Linked DNA regions of Mus musculus: region 1 is linked to region 2. Evidence: chromatin contacts called from public promoter capture Hi-C data. All regions are on one chromosome and are shown on one strand. Each heading gives the region's core, a stretch centred on a gene start, on an enhancer-like site or on the middle of the called end of the contact. The rest is flanking DNA. Distances are from core to core; before and after follow the strand shown.

What was found. Promoter capture Hi-C pulls out the DNA fragments that hold promoters and counts their contacts.
Region 1: a promoter capture Hi-C map of cranial neural crest shows a contact between it and region 2. The contact joins the promoter of Tasp1 here to the enhancer-like site in region 2. A contact is called at or near these places in 2 of 39 promoter capture datasets (cranial neural crest and neural stem cells), 2 of 484 Hi-C or Micro-C datasets (adipose-derived mesenchymal stem cells and nephron progenitors), 1 of 115 datasets of contacts at active chromatin or transcription factors (astrocytes) and 1 of 9 other capture datasets (adipose tissue).

The regions. Positions count from the first base shown.
Region 1 is chr2:140,064,001-140,071,187 of GRCm38.p6, reverse strand. It overlaps Tasp1 (taspase, threonine aspartase 1), which reads left to right and starts at 4,383. Exons shown (of 14, transcript NM_001159640.2): 1 at 4,383-4,434.
Region 2 is chr2:139,607,275-139,615,198 of GRCm38.p6, reverse strand. The region is part of intron 9 of Sptlc3 (serine palmitoyltransferase, long chain base subunit 3); the gene reads right to left. Among named protein-coding and RNA genes, the nearest start is that of Ism1, 67 kb to the left of the region's middle. Within about 2 kb of position 6,303, at least 37 of the 459 cell types and tissues checked have an H3K27ac peak or open chromatin away from gene starts, as enhancers often do.

The DNA of each region.
Region 1 (7,187 bases), core at 3,134-5,633, 460 kb before region 2:
GTTGCTCAGGCAACACATGTAGATTGCCTGGTGGATGAGGAATGGTGACAGAGCTGGCCAGAGACACAGCATTACAGATGGACAGACTGACAGCAGGGTGAAGCAGAGATGGCAGCTAGACCACTTTTAATTCTACTAGTCTTGGTCAGATTTCCATGTGTCATCAGGACTTGAAACTGAATCAACTAATTTACCCTTGCTTTGTCTTGCTGGTGGTGTGAAAGCCTATGGGAAGAAGGAAGGAATTTATTGGGAGGCTGGCAGGTAGTTTATGTAATTGAAAGAAAAAGCAAAGAGAGAGACCTAGAAAGGCAAGGTCTGGGGTAGCAGCAGGGAATCAGTGAGCTGACCTAAATCTCAGCAGCTTCTTTTATCTTGCCTTATCCTGAGCAAAGATTCCAATTCTGGAAGAAGCAGCACTGGATTACCGTGAGTCACACGTCAACCTCTTGGCTAGATAAATTCTAATCATCCTTGATCCCTACTGATAGTCCTGTTTAACCTGGATCCCCGTGGTTAGGCACAGTGAGTGAGTGAAAGGGCAGTGGAGTTCCCACAGAGTGTCACCAGGAGATATGGTGCCACTTTTGCAGGGACACTGCTCTCAGAGGTTAAGGAGACTAAAACAGACTCAGAAAAAGACATGCTCTGAAGGAAATACAAGGACAATTTTATATATATATATATATATATATTTTTTTTTTTTTTTTTGAGGCAGAGTCTTACTGTGTAGTCTTGATTGGCCCCCATCTCAGAGATCATTTTGGCTCTGCCTCCCTGGGATTAAAAGCACAGCCTGCCTCAAAGACAATTTTATTGGCATTTGAAAGAGAAAACAGGAGGGCAGGCCAGCTGAGGTCTCTTGGGGGCTGACGAGAGAGAGAGAGAGAGAGAGAGAGAGAGAGAGAGAGAGAGAGAGAGAGAGAGAGAGAGAGAGAGAGAGGGAGGGAGAGAGGAGAGAGGAGAATGAGATCACGCTTTCTTAGAAGTCAACGTTCAGTTCTCCTTGAATGTACACAAACCGGGTATCTATTCCATCACCCATCACCGGGAGCTTCTTACACAAACTAAATACCTGTAAAACAACAACACAAAACAAAAAACCCAAAACCCTCTTCAACATTTACCACATTTATTAAGCCAGCATGGTGGCTCATGTAATCCCAACACTTGGGAAGGTGAGGGAGGAGCACGCTTGGAAAGGTCCTCAGCTGCACTGTGAGACTTTGTCTCAAAAACAAAGAAAAAAAACCCAATTAGCATTTATTTATTTATTTATTTATTCATTCCTGGGCTCACTCCCATCTCAACAATTAGCATTTGTAGATTACTCACTATGGGGCTGATACATTTCTTTCTCTCTTTCTTTCTTTCTTTCTTTCTTTCTTTCTTTCTCTCTCTCTCTCTCTCTCTCTCTCTCTCTCTCTCTCTCTCTCTCCCTCCCTCCCTCCCTCCCCTCTTTCTTTCTTTCTTTCTTTCTTTCTTTCTTTCTTTCTTTCTCTCTCTCTCTCTCTCTCTCTCTCTCTCTCTCTCCCTCCCTCCCTCCCTCCCTCCCCCTCTCTCTCTCTTTCTTTCTTTCTTTCTTTCTTTCTTTCTTTCTTTCTTTCTTTCTTTCTTTCTTTCTTTCTTGACAGGGTTTCTCTGTGCTAGGATTAAAGGTGTGTGCCACCACTGCCCAGCCACACAACAATTTTTTTTCTTTTCTTTTTCTTTTTTTTTTGGTTTTTCGAGACAGGGTTTCTCTGTGCTAGGATTAAAGGTGTGTGCCACCACTGCCCAGCCACACAACAATTTTTTTCTTTTCTTTTCTTTTTTTTTTGGTTTTTCGAGACAGGGTTTCTCTGTATAGCCCTGGCTGTCCTGGAACTCACTTTGTAGAGTAGGCTGGTCTTGAACTCAGAAATCCGCCTGTCTCTGCCTCCCATGTGCTGGGATTAAAGGCATGCGCCACCACCGCCTGGCACACACAACAATTTTTAATCCTCATTTTACAAATGTGGAAATTAAATAGTAGGAAGATAAAGCAAATCGTTCAATGTTTTAGTTAAGTGGTAGAACACAGATATATAAACACTGATTCTTCTGTTTCTAGAATCCTTGCTGTTAACTTCTACTTTATGGCTACCATTCACTAACTAAACCATTAAGAATTTTTTTTTTTTTTTTTTCCTTCTGGGCTGGAGTGATGGCTCAGCAATTAAGAGCACTGACTGCTCTTCCAGAGGTCCTGAGTTCAATTCCCAGCAACCACTTGGTGGCTCACAACCATCTGTAATGGGATCTGATGCCCTCTTCTAGTATGTCTGAAGACAGCAACAGTGTATTCATATACATTAAATGAAAAAAAATCTGGCCGGGCGTGGTGGCGCATGCCTTTAATCCCAGCACTTGGGAGGCAGAGGCAGGCGGATTTCTTAGTTCGAGGCCAGCCTGGTCTGCAGAGTGAGTTCCAGGACAGCCAGGGCTACACAGAGAAACCCTGTCTCGAAAAACAAAAACAAAACAAAAAACAAAATCTGAAAAAAAGTTCTAAAGAATTTTTTTCCTTACTGTTCTCTACATTCCCTTTCAAATCTTATGTGCTGCTTACACAGATAAATTTCATAACTGTCTCTTAATTTTTACCCATAAAAGAAAATTATTAAGAAGATATCTTAAACAATATAAGAATTATTAATTATGTGTTTGGGATTACCAGCAGATGAATTTTTTTTTCAATTCACATATTTTAATCTAGGGATGACAGGATAAAAATCACTAAACTCCTCATCCTCAAACTGCCTTCTTGCACTTCGTTCTTGATCATCTAAAAGCCCCGTTATTGGTTGCTCTCCTCTTCTGGGGCGTCGGGCTTATCACCCTTCCTGCTCCACCGCTAAGATTAAACCAAGAAATTCCACAATCCAGTAATGCTTTAGGTGCGTTACATTTACCCAAAGGGCTTGTTAAAAGACCAGCCTTTAGGGAGGCAGAGAGATAAGCGGATATGAGTTTGAGGCCAGCCTGGTCTACAAAGTGAGTTCCAGGACCACTAGGGCTATACAGAGAAACACTGTCTCGGAAAAAACAAAACAAAACAAAACAACAAACATTCATTTAGGTGGATTCTAAGAATTTGCATTTTTAAGTAAGAGTTTAGGTAATTCTAAACTGCTGGTCTGAGACCTCACATAGGATACATGTGAAAATACATGCTGAAACATCTCATCTAAAAATCCAAAACCTCAGCTGCTCCCACACTGTGCACAAAACTATTTAAAAATGCGTTACAAAATTACCTTTAGTCTCTGTGTATAAGGTCTGCATGAAATACAGCTGAGTATTTTTGCAACTGGAGTCTCATCCACTGCTTTGGTTTGGGACCAGGGACAAGGGACTGAGGCGCATATTTTACATACCAAAGCACACCTGAACTTCAGTTTCACTCAGCATCCCTCAGTCCCTTCTTGGCGAACCCTGCCCCAACCCTGAACTTTCCAGTCCAGCGGCCGAGCTGCCCTTCCCCCAGAGGCTCTTCCCTCTATAATCAAGATATTTTGGTCTCCCTTGTTTTCCTTCTCTTCTCTCACCTCCAATGCTCCCCTGGCCTCAATCCTTGGGGCCAGTGAACTCCCCTGAAAGCAACTTCCCAATATTCTGCCTTTAATATAATCTTAATTGGTTTGAATTGGCTCATTTCACCGTTGGAGAAATAACCTATCACCCAGGACGTTTTATTATGTATAAGCAAGTATTTCAAAATTTGAAGAAAAGAAAATTCCCAAATACTTCTCAAGTATCTCAGACGACTGATACCTAACCTGCAGTGTTCTATTCCTTCTAATCTCTGCTCCCCACAAACAGGCTGTCAAACCATTCTTGATACTAGTTACAAGGATTGCTACTGGCTCTTGGTCTTTGATCTTGGACAGTTAAAGACTAACTACCTTTTCTGACTCCCACTTAAACAAAACCTAGGTTGAATCCTGCTTTTCCATAGGGGTCAAGGCTACATGGATGAGGGAAGGGTTCTTCTGCAACGCCCTCATCAATGATGGCTACTATTTTCATAACGTGCAACCCGCTCGTCAGTCAACTTCGTGGGTAACAGGTAGACACATCCTCAAAGCTAATTACCGAGCACAATGAAAGCAAGGTGGGCAACGGCGATTGTATAGCTATGACAACAAACAAACCCCCAATAGGCCAATAAATACATATTTTAAAAAACCCTCAGATATCAGAAGCCAGAAATAACCGCGGAGTGTCTCAGCTCAAACGCTTAAAGAGAGAGACGCTATAGCCTAGGCGATTAGGACTCAGGCTCGCGGGGCGTCTGCTTCCGGCCACGTGTGCACGTCGACCAATGGAAAGGCTTTACGCCACTCCCGCTTCCTCACCCTGGCAACGGGCGAACGACTACTTCCTGTGTGTGAGTGCTCTGCGCTGACGCGGGTGAGTGTCCCTCGTTCTGACGCTGTCCGCGTCGCCGCTGCCTAGCCTCGGTCTCCGTATGGTCCGGCAGGCCCGCGTGGCGTCCTCACGCCACCGCTCGGGACGGCTCTCACGGCGCCACCTGTCCGGCCCGGCGCAGGGCCCCACGGATTCCCCGGCCCGGAGTTGTGGTCACGCGTGGGGGCCGCCAGTTCCCTTGGCTGCGGAGTTCTCGGAGCTCTTCGCGCGCTGTGCAGTCCCAGGCTACAGGGAACTCACGTGTCCCAGGTCCACAGCGGGCCCGGGATGTGTCACAGACAGATGTCGCGGTGGGGTCAGAGCTTCCCTGAGTCTGTTAGAGCCCGGGTTAGCGTCCCGAGGGACATGTAGCATCCAGTCAGTGTAGAGGTGGCTAGGACTGAGTCAGTGAAGATGCTGGAGAGGCGGGCGAGTAGCTGTAAACTGGAGGTGTTTTGAAGTAGAAGGCATAGGGATTCCTCCGAGTTCAACTTAATTATACCGAGGAGAGGAAGGGAAGGTTTATTGGGGGCCATTGAACCAAGACCTTTCTTTGAATAACAAGCTAAGGGAGTTTATCTTACGCACTCAGGCGTTTGGTTATTAGAAGCAGTGGCCGTGGTTATTAGAAAATGCTTGGGAATTGCAGAACAAGAGATTAACATAGTTGCCGCCACTAAGGATTTTGTGCTTTATAATTTCTTAGGTGTTGTAGATGTCACCGACAAGTGTATGTGTATAATATGGTTAAAACTAGAAATTGCAGTTTTGTATATGTTGCATTCATTGCACGGATAGATTGGTTTTGCCTTTTTTTGGGGGAGGGGAGAGGGTTATTTTAGTTTATGTGTGTGACTGCTTGCATCATAATGTCTGCACCGCGAGCATGGGCATATCCGTGCAGGCCAGTAGAGGGCATCTGGGGGAATCAAGGATGGATGTAAGCCAGCGAGTGGTGCTAGGAACTTACTCAGGTCCGCTAGAAGCAAGTGCTCTTTATTGCCGAGCTGTCTTTCCAACCCTGGTTATTTTATTTTTTTTCTTATTGAGGTGTAATCAACACAGTACCAAAATCCTCTTAAATTGTAAGCTTCTCTCTCCCCCTCTCTCATTTTAAGGATTCAAAAGTTGTATGTATGTCGTTGCTGTCTAGTTCCAGACCAATTTTTATCACCTTCCCCAGATATCTTGTGCCCAGTACAGTTACTTACCCTTCTCCAGTTTCCCCCAACTTCTGATCCATGGTTTAGTATGTATCTTTCTGTTTTGTACGGTTTAAGTAAATAGAAGTATGTAACAGGTGTCCTTTTGTGTCTAGCTTCTTTCAGTGAGCATAATGTTTTCAAGATTTGTCCATAGCTATGTAATAATGCCTCATTCCTTTGTGTTTATGTTACCCCCCCCCCCATTGATTCTGGGGATGGACCCGCACACATGCTGGGTGAGCATCCTACCACTGATGGATGTACCTCCCCCGTTCCTTTTTATGGATATGCAGTTGGATTGTTTGGTCCTTCGGGTTATTTTGGAATAATTCTGTACACATCATATTTGTAACTTTTTGTGTGGATATTTGATTTTAGTTTTATATTTGATCTTTTTGTTTTTTTGGTTATGTATATAGAAGTGGAACTTCTGGGTGGTTATGTTTGGAGAACTCAACAGACACTTTCCAGAATGATCACAGCACATTGAATCCTGCAGATAAGAAAGGTCTTCATCTCCAGACACCTGTTTTGATTATATGCGTCTTATAGTGGTACTAGGGAAATAGTGTCTCACTATTGTTTTGATTTTTATGATGAATAATCTTAAGCATCTATCTTTGTATTTATAAAACATTACATAGTTTTGGAGAAATATTTAAGTTGTTTGACTAGATATTTTAAATTTTATTTTATGTGGATGCATGTTTTGCCTGCATATATGTCTGTGTACCACATTCTTGCCTGTTATCAACAGAGGCCAGAAGATGGCATCAGGTCTCCTGGGATAGGACTTAAGAAGGTTGTGATCTGCCATGTGGGCGCTGGGAATCAAGAGCAGCCAGTTAGTGCTCTTAATCACTAAGCCATCTCTCCAGCCCTAGGTGGCTTTTATTTTTATTTTATTTTATTTTTTTTTGAGATGGGTCTTACTGTGGCCTGGAAATTCACTGTGTAGACCAATCTTGTGTCAAACATCTGACTTAAGAAACCATTTCTGAGGCTGGGTGTAGTGTGGCACCTGCCTTAAATCTCACAACACAGAAGGCAGAAGAAAGGGGATCTCTGAACAATTTCCAGGGTAGCCAGAGCTACATAATACAGGGATTTTTTTTTCTTTCTCTCAAATAGACCTTGTCTCCAAAAACTAACCGAGCAAGCAAGCAAGAAAGAAACAAAACTACCACCACCAAAAAAATAAAAATAAAAATAAGGCCTAGTGAGATGGCTCAGCGGTTAAGAACACTGACTGCTCTTCTGAAGGTCCTGAGTTCAAATCCCAGCAACCACATGGTGGCTCACAACCACCCGTAATGAGATCTGATGCCTTCTACTGGTGTGTCAGAAGACAACTATAATGTACTTATTTATAATAATAAATAAATCTTTAAAAAAAACAAAAATAATCCGGGCGGTGGTGGCACACGCCTTTAATCCCAGCACTTGGGAGGCAGAGGCAGACGGATTTCTGAGTTTGAGGCCAACCTGGTCTACAAAGTGAGTTCCAGGACAGCCAGGGCTACACAGAGAAACCCTGTCTTGAAAAACAAC
Region 2 (7,924 bases), core at 5,054-7,553:
CCCCGTCTGTCTTCTCTTCCTCAATTAACCCAAGTCACTGGATCATAAGCCAGTGTCACCACTTCACTACTTCTAGAAGCTTTTCGAACTTAATAAAACTGGTCAGAATTTTGGTTCTGAGTTTATCTGATTTGTAAGAACTGGAAGGGTCATTCTTGTCCTGTCGTTCCTGTCTTTGAACCACTTATCAGCAGATATGGCTGATTAACCACTATTGACACACTTTGTAGTGACCATGCTTTCTTATACAGGTCAACTATAAATGCCTTTGAGGTCTTTGGTATTGGCCAAGATACAGCTCCTTTCAATTACTTGATGCCCCACTCTTTAAAGTTGAAAACATTTGCATTCTCCTGAAGGGCCTGGGGGCAAAGGGGAATTTGTACATATAAAACGCTGCTCATCTAGACAGGATGTGGGTGATTGTACTAATTATGGTGTGCTTTGAGATCCGTGCTTGAAGAGAGCTTGGTAAAAGCAGAAGAAATATTTGGCAGGGTCCTTGGGCACGGGAATGGTTGCTGTCGAGACAGCACCCAGGCACTCTGCAGACTGGGTACTGCAGCCAGATCCTGTTTGAAAGGCATAAAGCCGCTAATTACAGAGGTTCAGCCTCTTCTGCTGCAGATTCCATACAAGACAGAGAAGGACCCAGTCAGCTAAAGAAATGAATGAGATGATTCTAACACAGGCTTCTAGAGAATTTATGTGTTTGTTTTTCTAAACTCGGAGCTGAGTGTTATCAGGGGAAGGAATAGGCTTCAGAGTTAAGTCAATTACCATCAAGTTGGACCTGGATAACTTTAGTCCCTAAAAAAACCTTACTGTTATCTGCAAGGTAAAGATAAGAGTATCTTAGGAAGATGGGGAGAAATGAAGACTTTTAAAGCAAGAAACCTGATTGATACAGCAACTGGCATCCAGGACATACTTGGGAGTTAATTCTCAGTTTCCTTAGTTTTCAGCAGCCTCAGTGTCACCTTGGCATTACCTGGAGAGGTTGTAGAATCACTCACATGCCTAGGCTGCACCCAAGACCCATTTCATTGTAGACTCTGGGGATGGCACGGGGGATGCATTTTGATTTTCAAAAGGAGAGTTGGTAATTTCAGAAACTGGCGCTATTGCCAGTTCACCCTTAAGGTTGTGCATGCTTGTGGCAGGTACCTGGCTATTTTATGACCCTAAAGTTGGATTTGAAAATAAAAAAATGGAAAGGCAGCAGCAGCAGCAGCAGCAGCAGCAGCAGCAGCAGCAGCAGCCACAGCAGCAGCCACAGCAGCAGCCTCTCCCTTGATATCCTATCTAGGTAGCTATTGAATCCTGGTTTCCTTTGCTGGGGTAACCTGCTTTCCTGGGAGTTATGTGCTTCAAGGTGCTCACTCAGCTTGAGATCAGACCCCTCATCTGTCTCATCCCTTCAGAAAGTAGGTGGGGCTAGGGATGAACCTGTGCCTGCAAAATGAGCTATGTGCTGCCATTCTTGCCATTCAGATTTTCAGCCTTACCCCCTTGAGAGATTAGCTAGGTTAACAGAGGCCACGAATACTTTAACCTTCACTCCAATGCTGTTAAAACAAAAACAGCTGGGGCAGAGGAAGGAAAAACAAATAAAACACAAAGCCTCTCACTACAAAGCATTGCAGTCCCCTAATAAAAACAATGGTTTGTGGCGTTTCCAGAAATATGTTTAGCACAACTCAGTCTCCGGGAGGAGCAGAAGGAATTGCAGATCGTGGAAGCTGTCAGAGTGACCTGTCTTGAAGGAGAAAAATTTCTTCTCCACCAAATCTCTGGCATGCTCAGGGGTGGAGAGAGTGGGTGGGCAGGCATTGATTTCTACAATTGAGAAAGAAAAAGAGACGGGTTGATACTCTCCTGGGCCAACACAGTGTCACTGTCAGCAGAGACACATATATACCCAGATGCCAATGGGTGGCTTATTTTAGCATTTCTCATGCTTAAAAATGGACACATGGGAATACACACAACCTACCCTCGCTTAAATTATTTAGCACACCACTACTGTCCGAACACTGACTTGGGCAATCTAACATTCCAGCTTGGGTAGTATTACTTGAAAAATGAGGTCCTTGTCTCCATAGATGGAAAGTATCTTTCTGTAAAACATTTCTCACCATTTAAGCAGTTGGTATTTCAGAAAAATTAGCCAGTGGAAAATCAAATTGACGTTAGAGAATGCCTACAGTAGTATAAACCCTTTCTTAGTCCTGGCGTTCCCCTGACTGCTTCCCTGGCATGACCCAGAGTGTGGGATGCTGAGCAGCCCTGGCAGTAAAGTTTCCATGTGGCAGCAGGAACCCAGTGTCTGTTATTTTTAAGCACTGGACACCAGACAGGACATTTTGTTTCCAAGACACTCAGGGGCAGAGAGATCTCAGGGAAGATGAAGAGGCTACGGGTGGTGAGAACCGTAAGAACTGCATTAGCAGTGACAGACTTCCCAGTGGGGTGGAGACAACGGCGTTTGGAGTGGTTTGCTTAGAGAAGCACACATTTTTATAAGGCAGTGGAGCTCTCCCTTTTGATGTCAGGATTCCAAGGTTACAGCATGTTTTATAGCTACATACACATGTGCCAGGGGCTCTTTAGTCTGCACAGTCCTGGCCCTTGGGAATGTACACAGAGGAGCAGATTGGACTTGAGGCAGGAGCAGCTATCGTCGTGGCCTAATTTCAAGGGCTCTGAAGAAGAGCTAACACTACGAAGCTTCTCACACACACTGACAGCGATTTACCTCACCAAGCAGGATGAGAAAGATCATCTGCACGTTAAGGAGGAGCCGGAGAGTGATGTTTTGGAATCCTTTACAGATGTGGAGACTGAGGCTTGAGGGTTATGAAAATATTGCCAAGATAATGTGGGAACTGGATCTGTTCTATAAGATTCTCAAGAGTTAGCTCATTGGCTATGTGTTAGTCCCATGACATAAGTATACACGCATCTTGCACACAGAAAGCTCTTAAGACATGCAGAAGTTGGGCCGGCCATGGAAGCAGGAATGGGTGATGGAATTCTGGAGCACTTTGAAGAGAAATGATCTAATCAAGAGGCAGATAGAAAGTAGAATGCACAGAGTAACGCATGCCATTTGACGTGTGTATCACCAGGATACTGTCTCATGAATATTATTGGTTGAATGGTTAATTTGCATTTAAATGAAGAGTAGTATCTTAGCAAGGCTCTAATAGTAGAATTTAATACATTAAAGAAAGGATGGACTTCCCAGAGTCCTTATGAATTAGTGACTTTTAACATGCCAAAGGTTTCTGGAATTTTAAAAATTAAGGGTAATAGGAAAATAAGACAAATTCTCTTATATGCAGAATCAATTTCTGCCCCCCCAGCTCTCTCTCTACACACACACACACACACACACACACACACACACACACACAGACACACACACAGAGAGACATGTGTGTGTGTGTGCATGTGTGTGATCATATGAAAGTATAAAGAAGACTGTATTTTGAAGGAAGATGGAGACCATCAGGAAGAGGAACAAGGGAAGGTGATGGGAATGGATATAAGGATAATGTATGAAAATAATGAAAGCCATTATCTTATACATCAAGTAAAGAAACTAGCAGACATATCAACCTTCCACTTCAGAGATTATGTTCTAGAAGGTCTGGGGTTGACCTTTTCAAAGAGCTCATGGGACAGTTGCGATGTCTATCTTTAGTTAAGAACCATGGCTCAAAGTGACACATTACGTTGAGGTTGTTGATTCAATAACAATAATAATGATGACAAGGATAATAATAACAATGAAATTAATTGTAACTGAAGACAGCAGAGAACAATCAAAAGAGTTTCTGGGACCTGTCTGATCACCAGTCTGGGTGATGGGGATGATGGTGATGATGGTGATGATGGTGATGATGGGGGTGATGGTAATCACTGATGTATATACTTTCCGGGTTGTAGGAGGATGGCAACTCAGGATTTTCTGATGTATGACTTTTCATATATAGATAACAGCAAAGGATGTGTCCAAAAAAAGTCCTGGACTGAGTAACTGAGTTGATAAGACCCTCTAAAAAGGACTCCTAGAAGTCAGACAAATCAAAGTGGTCACCAGCAAGCAAGTGGTCCCTATAGGGAGGGGCAGCCAGATAGCTCATTTAAAAACCTTTGGTTTTTACTATTAGCTCAGATGTGGGGTACTGATGGAGCCCAGTCCTGATCCTTCCCCCATGTAACACCAGCACCAGGGTCAAGTGCCAGAGGGCTGTGAACCCAATTTCCAAGTTTCAGAAGTGACTCCACCACCACCAGTCTCTATCTCCTCACTCCACATCTTCCCTTCTTCACCTGTCAAAGCAGGAATAATGCTAGCTACACAGCACATTTCTTTCTAGTATGAAGATTAAATATTTAATCACTTAGTGGAGCGACAGGCACAGAAGAAATTCAATGTTGTAAAATTAAACAAAAATGTGTGTTTTATATAGTGGGCTTCCAAAAAATTCCACAGTTCAAAAATAGTAAAAATCATTAGTTTGAGCTAAAACCTGGCTGTTTGAGTTGGATTTGCTCCCAAAGGCTATCCTCATGGCCAGTGTCACTACAGTTTATCAGGCTGTCCTTTAGTTCTTCTAGATTTTTTTTTTTTTTTTTTGCGGGAAAACAGAGATTTGCTTTCATTATTTTTTGTCTTTCAGAATTTATTGTTCCCTGGAGTAATTTTCACTCTTAAGTATTCAGTTTGAAGCAGATCATTGCTGGGAATGTAACCCTTGCAGTCATCTCACAGACATGTGTGCATACACACACACACACACACACACACACACACACACACACACTCCTTAAAGCTCTAGAGATATGAACAAGTATTGACACCTTGCTGCAGTGACTGACCCCTTAGAAGAGGGTCTTCTAGAAGAGAGAGACTTGAGGAAAGAGGCCTGGCTCAGGAGACTCTTCTACTGTTTTTTGAGGATGAAGGAGCTACCTGCTAAGGAATTGAGTGACCCCATATGTGGAGAATGACTCTGGCATTCAGCCAACAAGAAAATGGGGACCTCAGTCCAAATGCATCCCCAAAGGACTGAGTTTGGTTATGGGAGAGCAGCCTGAGTTGCTGGAAAGGGTAGATGGTGCCATCTTACTTTAGCCTCCTGGGGAGGCTCTGCTCAGAGTCTCACCAAGGTAACTGATAATAAACGGGGCATTGTTTTAAGCGGCCACTTAGGACAATTTGTTATGCAGAAACAGAAAGCTAATACATTCCTTATAGCTCAAACTCACACACGCTGGGCTTCATTAGGCATGAATCCACCTGCTTAATCCTCCCCAGCTGTGGCTGGTGAGGGAGCTGGTTTCCTCTATGAAATTCTGCAAACCAGAGTGAGGCTGAGCACGTTTCGCTGCTGCACAGTTGTAAATGAGTCCATGATGAGAGAAACAAGGGTTTGTGTGGATACTCGCTCGTTTTCACTGTAGAATTATGGATAGAGTTCTCTTCTTTGCTTCTCTATTTGTACTGAAACAGTATGCGATTCTATGTGTGTTACATCGCAACTCCCCTGTCTCAGAGCCTTTTCACTGAAAGCCTAAGAGGAGGAGGAAGCATCAGCGGGGGTTTCAAATGGCTGAGAGGAAGGGGCCACAGGATCTTGGCCCCTGTATCATCTAAAAACCAAACACTTCCCCCTTTAAGCTTTGCTAGGGAAACTTTGTAAGGACTCCCAAGCCAGGGCTGATTTCACTAGACTGACATAAAAATTCTATCATTAGCTAACCCCTAAGATGAAGCAAATGAGGAGGCATAAGGCCCTGGAAAAGTTTGCCGGGCGTTTCTGTGTAATCAGGCAAATGTTCGCTTCCTATCCAAGAGTTCAGTGTTTTGGCTAATTTTGTGTTCATTGGACAAACTCAAATTGTCCCGTGCGTATACGAACAGAAATAAGGCAGGGAGTCACATGCCTGCCACCTTGATCGCTGACCCCGACCTTAGGTCTGCTCACACAAAAAAACCAGGTAGAACTTCTCTACCCACCAGCACAGGTGATTAATCACGGACCGAGGCAGGCCCTCAGTTGAAAGCCAGTGGAGCGTAGCACTTGACATCTGGTTTGTATTAGCTATTGCCGAAATGCCAGTGGCCTGAAACCATTTAGAAAACGCAGCTCTCCGTGCCCTCTGCTTCCTTCTCGGCTTCTTTCTCTGTCTCCAGCTGGTAACCAAGTGGCAAATATATTTAGGAAGCAGCAGCTAATTCCTCCCTCAACAATGCCAAGGGCCTTCAATGCCAGGGCCCTCAGACAGTGTACTTTGCATGGAATTCTGTCAATGCCTCTTACATTCAGCAAGGGATCTCAGAGGAACAGAACAAACATGTTGCTGAGTTTGACTGGAAGGGGAAAAAAAGAACCGGCAGGAGGGCCCATTTTCTATTCTCTGAGCTCTTTGCTGCGAAAGACAATGAGCAATGTGAGAAGACCTTTTAAACTGCGTGCTTAAAGACAGACTGTTTATCCCACGGACCACAGTCCCTTTTGCCTTCTTACTATCTTTTCGTAGCAGAAGGGACAGAGTTTTGAATGAAAATTAAATTTCCAGAGAAACACAGGCAAGATAAGCTTAGTGATAGCAATGAATAAGCATGCTTAGGAGCTAGCAAACAACTAGCATGGGAGCAAAGCAACGTCTGATGCAAGAAGTTTGTACTGCATCTCATGAAAAACACAAACTGTGAAGAGACTAAATTCCTCTTGAGAGCTAATGGCTGTCACCCACCCTGCTCCCTTCTTTCTCAGTCTCAATGCCCTAAATCTTTGCACTCAGGCACTGTTGTCTTTAAACCTATCAAACTCAAGTGTAAAAATATACGTGTCCTGTTCCAGTGATCAGAGCAAAGGTTGAAGGTCACAGCTGGAAGGGGCTGGTGCCAGTTTCTCCAAGTCCACTGTTAGGTTAGGAGCAGGGTCAATGCCTCACTTGCCCCTCTCATGGTAACCTTTCAAATGATCAGAATGAACGGAATAATCTAGACAAAACGATTTAGAAATGAAACATGGTTGTTGTTGTTGTTGTTGTTTTAGGTTAAATATATTCTAAATATCAGTCACTTATTTTTTTCTCTTTTCTTTGTCTTCTCTCTAAAAGGTTCATTAAAAAAACGAGTTTCAAAAAAAATAATGAGGTTACATGAAAGACTTTGGCATTTTATTTAACACTTATCTTAGCAATTGAGTGAAACCCAGATATTTAAGCTTTAGAAATTTTACATAAGTGTCAGAATGAACTATTTGACAGGAACTTGCTCCCTTAACCCTATAACGATAGTAAGAAATGGTTGTTTTCTAAGACCCTGAAATGCTTAGGGTGAAGCTGATCAGAGTGTTTTCTTATGAACTCAGTCTTGGTAAGGGATATCCAGGTCCCATTCTCTGGGTTCAAAATTCAGACTTATGTGTTTGGTCACTAAGCCAAAGGTTGGCTATAGCCACAATATGAACACTTGAGGCTCTATCCCTCCTTAGATATTAGCTTCCCTTAGTCTCTGCTCTCAAAAGAACTCAAGGAGAACTAAGTGGGTGAAGAGGCACTGACTAGAAAATAAATCCATCCAAGTTCAGATAATTAACCCAAGTGGTCATCTTCTTAAATTACAATTTGTAAATTTCTTATAATGGTACCATTTTCTGTTTCATTATAGCCCTTAAAATTTTTCCAAAAAACCCTTTTTCACTGTTTCTGTATAAATTTAAGACCTTTTCTAATTTTGTGTCAATTTTAATTTTTTTCTAGTGAAGTATTATCCTCAGGGTCCATTTTCCACCACCATAAAGTATATGGTGCTTCAGAGTTTATAACCCAGTGGTACCACTACTACTATGCACTATGGTGGAACACAGTTCTGTGAGAATGAAGAGAAGTGGTTGTAGTC